Linked DNA regions of Sus scrofa: region 1 is linked to region 2. The links are chromatin contacts, called in public HiChIP or PLAC-seq maps. All regions are on one chromosome and are shown on one strand. Each heading gives the region's core, a stretch centred on a gene start, on an enhancer-like site or on the middle of the called end of the contact. The rest is flanking DNA. Distances are from core to core; before and after follow the strand shown. Region 1 holds the start of PCBD2 (pterin-4-alpha-carbinolamine dehydratase 2). Region 2 holds the start of JADE2 (protein Jade-2).

What was found. HiChIP or PLAC-seq counts read pairs in DNA pulled down with a chosen protein or histone mark.
Region 1: a contact with region 2 is called in an H3K27ac HiChIP or PLAC-seq map of alveolar macrophages. The contact joins the promoter of PCBD2 here to the promoter of JADE2 in region 2. A contact is called at or near these places in 1 of 5 promoter capture datasets (fetal liver) and 2 of 2 datasets of contacts at active chromatin or transcription factors (alveolar macrophages and skeletal muscle).

The regions. Positions count from the first base shown.
Region 1 is chr2:137,081,022-137,086,157 of Sscrofa11.1, forward strand. It overlaps PCBD2 (pterin-4-alpha-carbinolamine dehydratase 2), which reads left to right and starts at 1,899. Exons shown (of 4, transcript XM_021084778.1): 1 at 1,899-2,038. The coding sequence starts at 1,955.
Region 2 is chr2:136,684,536-136,689,700 of Sscrofa11.1, forward strand. It overlaps JADE2 (protein Jade-2), which reads left to right and starts at 1,521. Exons shown (of 19, transcript XM_021084773.1): 1 at 1,521-1,845; 2 at 2,401-2,446. CDKN2AIPNL (CDKN2A interacting protein N-terminal like) reads right to left here and starts at 1,366. Exons shown (of 3, transcript NM_001244537.1): 1 at 1,127-1,366. The coding sequence starts at 1,365.

The DNA of each region.
Region 1 (5,136 bases), core at 649-3,148, 400 kb after region 2:
TGCCATAGCAGGACCCCTCCCCTTCTCTCACTGAGTCTGAAACACTGAATTGCAGGCGGGGGGCAGTTGCCCCAGAGTCACTGATGTCCATGCTTAAGCAGAAGAAAGAAGCACAGGTTGTGTGAAGCAGGGAAGGATTTTCTCACACAAGCCTGGCACAGGCTGTTTGGGCTCTTTTTGGGTAAGGAAGTGTTCCAGGCCCAAGGCTTATTCTTAGGTGGCGAAGCAAGACCTGAAAGACTGAGCTGGAGACTGCCTTTCTGACAGGGTCCACTACAGAGGATGTGCCCAGTCAGTCTTTGCTAGGACTTAAATCTGAGGACAGAGCATTCACAGCCCCTCTCGGTGGGTGTCACTCCGCCAGGGCCCTGAGTAGCATCCTGCTGCTGCTCTCAGGACAGATCTTAGATGCCACAGTTTCATACAGGGGTGTCAGGGAAGGAAACTGATGAGGGGGGTCTCTTGTTACTTCACAATTACCAGGTCATTTTTCAGTTTTCACTGTAATAAGCAAGTTTGTAAGGCATTTTTCATGCTCCTAAACTCCCAGTGTGAGGCATCAGGCAAAGGAAACCCAAATGTCTCAGACCCTCGAGACCAGTGACATTTGATTACGGTCTGTAGAAAGATTCCTCTGTTGTGTTTTCATCAAGTGGCCAAAAAGGGAAGAAGAGGGATTAGGTCATAAGTCCGTATTTCAGATTATTTTAGGTTAAAAAAAAAACTAGTTAAAAAGAAGTTACAAGTGAGTATACTGAAAACCACTGAATTGTACATTTTATTTATTTTTTAGGGCCGCACCTGTGGCACATGCGAGTTCCCAGGCTAGGGGTCCAGTAGGAGCTGTAACTCCCAGCCTACACCACAGCCACAGTACTGTGGGATCTGAGACCCATGTGTCACCTACACCACAGCTCACAGCAATCCCAGATCCTTCACCCGCTGGCCAGGAGAGGTCAGGGATCAAACCCGAGTCCTCATCCTCATGGATACCAGTTGGGTTAGTTACACCTGAGGCAGGAGAAGAACTCCCGAATTGTACATTTTAGAGGGTGAACCTTACGGCAAGTGATTTACATCGCAAGGAAAAAGGCAAAAAAAAAAAAAAAAAAAAAAAAAAGGAATGATAAGAGAATTAAGATACTAATACACATGTAAAAGAATACCTAGTTTGTAAAAAGAAAAAAGATATAAAAAAGTCTATCCACGTGTATCTCCGGCGTCTCTACCGTGCACTGTGCGCCTGCAGCCCTTTACAGAGCACCTTGAGCCTGACTTTCCCAAGTATTTCATCCGGACAGACAGATGGGCCAGTGTGCCCAGGATCTTGGCAACGAAATAGTGACAGAGCAGAGCTTACATTCGAACCTGCAGCTCCCTGACTTATAAGGGCCCGACCTGGATCACTAGGGTTCACTGCTCCCCAACTGCGAACAGAGTGGAGCGGTCCCCCAGAACCCCTTACCCCGCCCACCCCACAGCTCCTCTGCCCCTGCCTGCGCCATCCTCCTGCCCGCGCCATCTGTTCGCTCCATCGCCCAGAAGGAGCCCAGGGCAGTCAGGCCGTCAGCGAGGCTGCGACACCCCCAGCCCCAGACGCCGAAGACAGAGAACGTGCAGTGCACGCTCAGCGCCAGCCCGCCTGCCTCCCCGGCACAGGCAGGAAACGCGGCACCTGGGCACGACTCGAAAGGCCAGCGGAGCGGGGTCTGACAGCGCCCGGGGCTGCGGGGGCCTGCGGGGGCCTGCGGCCCCGCGCCCTCCCGGCTGCCGGCAGAGCTGCCGGCCATCGAAGCTTCCGGGGGCCTTCCGGGGCCGGACCGCGCCTGGGCCTGCGCGGCGGGGCCGGGCTGGGCGGGAGCTGCCCCCGCGGCTCCTGGCTCCGGGCCGGCCCGCGGAGCGGCGGCCGGGGCGGCGGGCAGGCAGCGCGCCGGGCAGCCCTGGGCCGGAGGCTATGGCGGCTGCGCTGGGGGTGCGCGGGGCGACGCGGGGCTGGTTCGCGGCGCTGCGGGGTCGACGCCAGAGCCTCGCAGCTATGGTGAGTGCGGAGAGCCCGCGGGGTCGCGGGAGGGCGAGGCGCCGCCGTGCCGGCCGAGGGGCGGAGGGACCCGAGCCGACCCCGAAGCGGGCCCGGCCTTCGGGCTCGGACTTTGGGGAGTCACATTCGGGTACCCGGCACGGTCGGAAGCGCTGGTCCGAGACATGGGTGGCCGCAGCATCTTAGTTTTCCTTTGGCTTAAAAATCCCGTCGTCGTCTACCAAATTGCCAACCGGAAAACAACCGAGGCCGACTTTCATTAGAAAAGAAAAAAGTAAACATGAAAAGCAGTTGCGAAAGTATTTCACCATTAGGGTTTCTTGATGAGACTCCAGTTGCCGTTCGGTCCTCTAGACTGTGCGCTCGGAGAGAGCGGGCGCCGTCTCGCTCTCGGCTCGCTCGCTGTAAACAGCGGGACTGAATGTGGAACGAATTCATTTCTCTTGGTGTTAATTTTTTTTAAAGGAATTACTATTGAATTACCTTTTTGGTGGCACATTGCCTCTTAATTCCTTTTCTGAGGGGCATCCTGTCAGTTTCCCTGCTTTGGAAATTAACAGATTGGGGGGTAAATTAACTGGAGGGAAAGTTTTAACTTGCAGCACCACCTAGTGGGAAAAAGTTGCGTGAAACTCACCTTTTCATTTTCTTTAATTGCTTGTGGGGGCCCATTTGGCAGTTTGAAATCCTTTAATAGAAGAAATTAAAAATAACTCGATGATGGGAAAGATGGGCACTCTGCTTCTTGGCCACTAAGGCGAGGACGCAGGTGGAGTGCTCACTGTCACCTAGGCGTGTCCCAAGGCATGCCTCTACCTAGGGTGCTTGGTGATCCAGTAAAACTGTGGGGTTTGGAGAGGAATGAATAAACGGACGGGATTGGAGTGGTTGCCACGTGCCGGGCTCTCTGTTGGGTGCCTTCACACTCAAGAGCTCTTTTAAGCCTTTCAGGAATTTTGGCAGGTGGCTGTGGTAATATCCCCACTGTAGAGCGCTGCTCATCAGAGAGGCGAAGTGATTTATTCAGCACCCACAGCTGGAAGTAACAAAGCTAGATTTCGAATCAAGATGACTCTCCAGGAGTTCCAGTTTGGCTCAAAGGAAACGAATCTGACTAGTATCCACGAGGAGGCAGGTGGGATCCCTCACCTCCTCAGTGGGTAAGGATCTGGCTTTGCTGTGAACTGTGGTGTAGGTCAAAGACGTGGCTCGGATCTGGCATTGCTGTGGCTGTGGTGTAGGCTGGCGGCTATAGCTCCCATTTGACCCCTAGCCTGGGAACCTCCATATGCCTTGGGTGCGGCCCTTAAAAAAAAAAAAAAAGAAAAGAAAAAGATTACTCTTCAGATCCTGTGCTTTCTCCATCCCTCCCAAAGGGGGAAAAAAAATTCAAGTCCACCGCAAAGGGTTCTACAGAGGGTATGTCCCCAAGAGAACCGTTTGTGTTACGTAGGTGACATGACTCCATTTCAGCCCCAGACCTGATCCCTGTGGCTGTGGTGAGCGCAGAGTGCATGTCACCGACCTCACTGGGCTGTGGGTGGTGGAGCGAGCAGAAAAAATCGGCTCAGGGTGGGCTCCGCAGACCCCAGGCGACTGCTGCGTTACCCACAGCATGGTTGAGAGTTTTCTTTTGCAGCTATTCAATAATAATTCCCTTTCTTTTCCAAAACGACTCTGCATTGACCTAAAATATTTAAATATTCAGTTACAATTTTAGATTATTTCCTAGAGGGGGTCTGCGTGTGAAAATTTTCAGAGCTATTGCTGTGAAACTAATGAATACTTTGGTTCTGAATAGTGTATTTTTTCCCTTTTTTTGGAGTTTCGTGGACGTTTAGTTGATTGGCAATGTTGGGATCATGCCTGGTGTACAGCGCAGTGATCCAGTCAGACCCACACTCGAGTCCATTCTCTCTCAGATTCTTTCCCCACGTCGATGATCGCAAACTATTGCGTAGAGGTCCCTGTGCTGAACAGCAGGTCCCTGTGAGTCCGTCATCCCATATACCTCAGTGTACATGGGCCAGTCCCAAACCCCCATCTGTCCCTCCCCTGCCCCACCTGCCCCCTTTGATAATCATACGTTTTTCGAAGTCTGTGAGTCTGTTTCTGTTCTGCAAATAAGTTCATTTATATACATTTTTTAGATGCCATATGTCAGTGACATATCATGTTTTCCTTTCACTGTAGCTGCACTTCATATGCTAATCTCTAGGTCCAGTCATGTTGATGCAGATGGTGTTATTTCATTCTTTTTTACGTGCGTAATATTTAAGTGTTTTAAAATTTTTTTCTTATTTTTTCCCTTTATTTATTTATTGGTTTGGTTTGGTTTGGTTTGGTCATGCCTGCGACATGCAGAAGTTCCCCAGGCCAGGGATCCAAACCACGCCACATCAGTGACCATGCCGAATCCTTAAGCACTAGGCCCATAGGGAACTCCTTTAAATGGTTTTTGATAACAAGGCTTTAAACATTTTTATTTAATTAAGACATATTTTCATTTTCTGTTTGGTTAGTTATAGGGAAGGATAGCTGACCTAGCGAGGAAGAAACTGGAAAGCTGGGTCATTCGTGTCCTTTTTTTCCTCTTAAAGAATAAGTTGTCTTAGAGTGAGTTGACTTACTTCGCCTTCTTAATTCCATTGATGTCAGTGGTGAAGGCTTTTAGGATTTCTGAAGTGGGGATGAGTTGCAGTTTCATAGTGGAGGATCCAGTCCCTGGTTGCCCTTTTTTTTTCTTTTTCTCTTTTCTTTTTAGGGCTACACCCGCCGCATGTGGAAGTTCCCGGGCTAGGGGTCGAATCGGAGCTACAGCTGCCAGTCTGCACCACCGCCACAGCAACGCTGGATCCGAGCCACGTCTGCAACCTACATCACAGCTCACGGCAGGGCCAGGTCCCCGACCCACTGAACGAGGCCAGGGATTGAACCCGCATCCTCAAGGATGCCAGTCAGGTTCATTTCCACTTCGCCACAGTGGGAACTCCCCGGTTGCCCTTTGCTAAGGAGTCCTCACATTAGTTCAGTCTCTCTGGATGCCAGTCCTGCCCTTATCTGAGCCTGTAGTAGCCCTGCAAATAGGTAGGGCAGGA
Region 2 (5,165 bases), core at 271-2,770:
GTGGCGCAAAGGGATCAGCAGCGTCTTGGGAGCGCCGGGACACAGGTTTGATCCCTGGTCTAGCACAGCAGGTTAAGGATCCAGTGTTGCCAGAGCTGCGGCTTAGGTCGCAACTGCGGCTTGGATCTGAGCCTTGACCTGGGAATTTTATACGTCATGGGGGGGCCAAAAAGAAAATGAAAACAACATTATTTGTCTATTTGTCGAGTTTTCTGACATTTGCCTAATCTCCCATTAACCAGAATTTCCTAGAGACACCTGGAAAGCGGAGGAAAGGGAGGGATGCACGTGGCATTGCTTCCCCAAATCCCATTCTAATAACTGCCCAAGTCTGAAAGCAAAACCAAGTGGCTTAGGGCTGGAGGGGCCACGACACGAGGCAGCCATAAGGAGCAAGGAAACCAGGACTAAGCCAAGTCATCTTACCCTAACACAATATCAGGAAACGCTAAAAGGATGTGGGAGGCCCAAGATTTGCCACCTTTTGCATGGAGTGGCAAAGGGAGTGCCATTTCAGGCATTTCAAAACCAGACCCTTGAAGGCATTTGTTATTTTCATAAAAGGAAAGGCAGAGACACAAAGGCTGGCTCTTGCTATGGGGTCCAGCAGACCAGGGAATGAGGAAAAACCAAAGGCCAAATATTATCTCTTGCCATAAGTGGTAAAATCCACCAACCCTGCCAGAAGCCAGGTAGCCCTAGGTGTGTCTCTTCCCCTCTCTCACCTTTTTATGTAAATTGGGGGGGTGTGGGGGGGTCTCAGCCATTGTCCCTGCACGTTTGCCAGGAGGAAAGGAATGAATGAACTTAAAGTGCACTCCGCAAAGGTGATGGTTTGAAGTAATAATACAAACACCAACAGCAATTTGAACGCCTAGCATGTTACTGAGCTCTTGCTAGATGACAGCCTATGCGAGGTGCTGTTCATCTTTTAATACTGTAGTCATCACAACTCATTTTCCAGGTGAAACTGAAGCTCAACGAGGTTAAGTAGCTTTGCAAGGGGCGGGCTAGGGTAGGACACCAGCCAGAGGCCTGGCTAGTGCCACTGGAGGCTGGGGGCACCGTCAGCCCTGGGGAAGGACTGGGGTCGGGACGGGGTCAGCTAGCCGGTGGGGGTCCGCACCTGCAACCCAGGAAGAGGTGATTAGCCCAGACCATGGAAAGGGACAGCAGCTGGTCCAGGCGGCCGCCGCCGTCGGGCGGGTCGCGGTAGTCGGGCAGGTGGCGCAGGATGAATTCCATGCGAGCCTTCCATTGCTTCTCGCTCTCCGAGTAGGAGCGAAACTGCTCCGCGAAGTCGGTCGCCTGCCGCACTCCCGAGACCAGCTCCTCCACGGCGGCGGCCGCCTCGCCACCCACCATGCCGCCCTGCGCCGCGGAGGGCCAGCCCTCCCCCGCCGCCTTCCCGACACGCACCGCGCCACCTCCCTGCGCCTAGAGGGGCCCCGGCGGCGCGCGACTGCTCGGGAGGACGGGCCTGGAGCGCCCTCGCTGGGCGCGGCGGCCAACCCCGCCGGGCCCTGCAGACTCCCGCGGCCCGCAGTCCCGGGCGTGGGTCTCCCCGGAGGCCGCAGGGGCAGTTCTCGGCCAGCCCCGCGGGCAACCAGCAGGGAAACGGAGGCTCCCGCCGAGCGCAGAGGAAGGGCGGCCCTCTCCCATTCGGAGCTGGAGGCCGGCCAGGGATGTCCAGCGTCCTTGCCCGGGGAGTTCCCCGGGCTCCGGCCCAAAGTCCAGTGTCCTCGGTTCTGAGCACTTGTTTACGTAGAGATGCTCTGTGTTAGCTTCTGATTGATTCCCAGAGGTCTCGACACCCCCACCCAGTGTGTGGCCTGCCTTCCTGGAGTGAGTCACCCATCCAGCTGAATACCTGCTAGACCCTTTGCTAGGTGCTGGGGATGCAATGAGAGCCAACTCCGAGCGTTGTTCTAATGAACTTTATCGTCTGCTGGCGGAGACAGACATTGTTAGTGATACTAATTGCTCAAGGGAAATTTTTCAACGTTGACAAATTTTAGTAAAGAGAGGCCCAGAGGGCTAGGAGCATGAATAAGCCAGAGATGTGATCCAGTCCCGTGGGTCAGGGAAATGACTGCTGGAGAGCTGAGGGATGAGCAGGAATTAACTAGACTAAGACGAGCAGGGCACCTCAAGAAAGCTTAGTCTGGTAAGAGAACGGCAAGATCTTTATGACAAATCCTAGAGTGGGGGGAACAGTGGAGGGGATGAAGCTGCAAAGAGCAGTAAGGGCAGGTCATGGAAGGGCTTGTGATCTAGATCCTAAAAGGAATGGGGAGCCACTGAAGGATTTTAAACAGGTGTTTCCAAAAGGAGCCAAAATGGATGTGTCCAGAGGAGATGAGCAGGTGAGCTGGCCTGACTCTGTTTTCTGTTCTACAGTCAGGTGAACCCGCTGAGAGACAGAAGAGCTTCTTCCTCATCAAAGGTAAATTTCCATCCCATTCAAGTACAGTAACTGGGAAACCACTTGAGCCGCCATCAGCCTTGAGAAATTATTGACCTGACGGGCTTCCCATCATCCCCCATGAAATGTAGGGTGAAATGCAGAGCTGGGCCTAGAATCCAGGATCAGGGCTCCAGTGTGTTTAGGGCCTACATTGTGAGTGGGGCGTAGGGGTAGAGCTCCTGTGTGTTGTGTGCTGGCTCTGCAGCTTCTGGTGGGACATCAGAGACTCCAGCAGGCAGACAACCTATACTGAATAGAAATACCGGGCAGTCTTTTGAGTAGAGTGTGCCAGCAGAACTAGCACCAGGCTTAGTGACATCCCACTTGGTTAACCATAGGCAGGCATCTCCAGCAGCAAGAATGTGAACAGGGCTGTGAAACCAAAGACAGACTTAGCTTTTCCATATCAATCAGGAATAGGTGCCCAGAGCTGGAACTCCCAAAATGGAGTGCACATCACATCTCCTGAGGGGTTTGTTAAAAAAGTAGTTCCTGTGGTGGCTCAGTGGTTAGCGAACCCGCCTAGCATCCATGAGGACACGGGTTCGATCCCTGGCCTCGCTCAGTGGGTTAAGGATCTGGCATTGCTGTGAGCTGTGGTGCAGGTGTCAGACGCGGCTCAGATCTCTTGTTGCTGTGGCTGTGGCATAGGCCAGCGGCTACAGTTCCATTGGAACCCCTAGCCTGGGAAGAAAAGACAAAAAAAAATAAAAATAAAAAAGTAGATTCTCAGGCCCATCACTGGATGTAGAGTCGAGGCTCCAGGTAATTGATTCCATCTGCAGGTGGCCAGACTTTGAAAAACATCGTTGAGGGTTCTTGGAACCAAATTCTTGGTCACCTGATTGTAAGGTGGAGAAATTGACCCAGAAATAGGAACCTAGGTTTTGTGACCTACAGGTGCAGCTACACAGCTGACTCAGCCCCTGGAGTGTGAAAAAGCTAAGTGGTCATCCAGCAACTAGCTCATTTAGCATCATCTTTGATAATGATGGGACATCATGCGCATGTGTATCTACCTACAGATATATTCCTACATGCGTGCAGGTTATAAGAATTCAGAAGTGCACAAATCAATATTCTTTTTTGTATTGTTGATATTCTTTTGAAATGTAAAATAGACTCAAAATGTTAGTGAAAATTAGCATTTTATAAACCCCTGCATCAAGTCCAATTACTGCCCAATTCTTTTTTTTTTTTTTTTTTTTTTTGGTCTTTTTGCTTTTTCTAGGGCCGCTCCTGCAGCATATGGAGGTTCTCAGGCTAGGGGTCGAATCGGAGCTGTAGCCACAGGCCTACACCAGAGCCACAGCAACGCCAGATCCGAGCCACGTCTGTGACCTACACCACAGCTCACGGCAACGCCACTGAGCGAGGCCAGGGATTGAATCCGCAATGTCATGGTTCCTAGTCAGATTCATTAACCACTGAGCCATGATGGGAACTCCCTACTGCCCAATTTTTTGTTTCTAACTCATTTCCATGATTCACATTTTTTGAGAGCGGACTACTTACTTATATAGACAAGGATCAGTTTTCCTACCTCATCTTTTTTTTTTTTTTAAACATCTTTATTGGAGTCCCCTGGTGACTCAGCAGGTTAAGGATCTGGTATTGCCACTGCTGTGGCTTGAGTCGCTGCTGGGGTATGGATTTGATCCCTTGCCCTGCAACTTCCACATGTCATGGATACGGCCAAAATAAAAAACTGTAGGAATTCCCACTGCAGTGCAACAGGATCAGGGGCCTCTTGGGAGCATGGGCATGCAGGTTCAATCCCTGCCTGGCACAGAGGGTTAAAGATCCAGTGTTGTCACAGTGACTGCAGCTTGGATGTGATCCCTGGCCGGGAAGCTCCATGTGCCACGGGGTGGTCAGAAAAACCCACAAAAAAAGCAAAAAACTTTATTGATATATAATTCACATACCATAAAATTCCCCTGTTTGAAGTATTCACAGTTTTAGTATATTCATAGACTTGTGCAGCCGCCAACACGGATGAAATACAGAATATTATCAACACCCTGAAAGAAACCCTATGGCCATTAGCAATTGCCCCCCAGACCCTCTTCCCCTGGCAACAACTAATGTACTTTTTAACGGCTCTGTGTTTCCTTTTCTGGGTGTTAAATGTAAATGGAATCCTACATTACATGGACTCTTGTGACCAGCTCTTTCACTTTAGGTATAAACTCTTTCATCCATGCTGTAGCATGTGTTGGTATGTCATTCCTTTTTTACGGCTGAATAACATTCCATTGTATGGATGTACCACATTTGTTTATCCGTTCATCAGTTGCTAGACCCTTGAGTTGCTTCTACATCTTGGCTATTATGAATAATGTCCCTCCGAAGATTCCTGTCCAGGTGTTTGTGTGGACACATGTTTTCATTTTTCTTGGCTATGTAATGGATTTCTGGGTCTTTGTTTAACTTTCTGAGGAACTGACAGATTGTTTCCCACACTGCATCATTCTCCATTCCTGCCAGCCATGTATGAGGGTTTCAGTTTTTCTACATCCTTGTCAACACATATTATTTTTCCTTTTTTTTTTTTTTGATTATAGCCATCTTAATGAATTACTACAAGTCTATATCACATTGTGGTTTTGTTGTATTTCCTTCAGGAACTATGATGTTGGGCATCTTTCATGTGCTTATTGGCCATTTGTGTCTTTGGAGAAATGTCTATTCATAT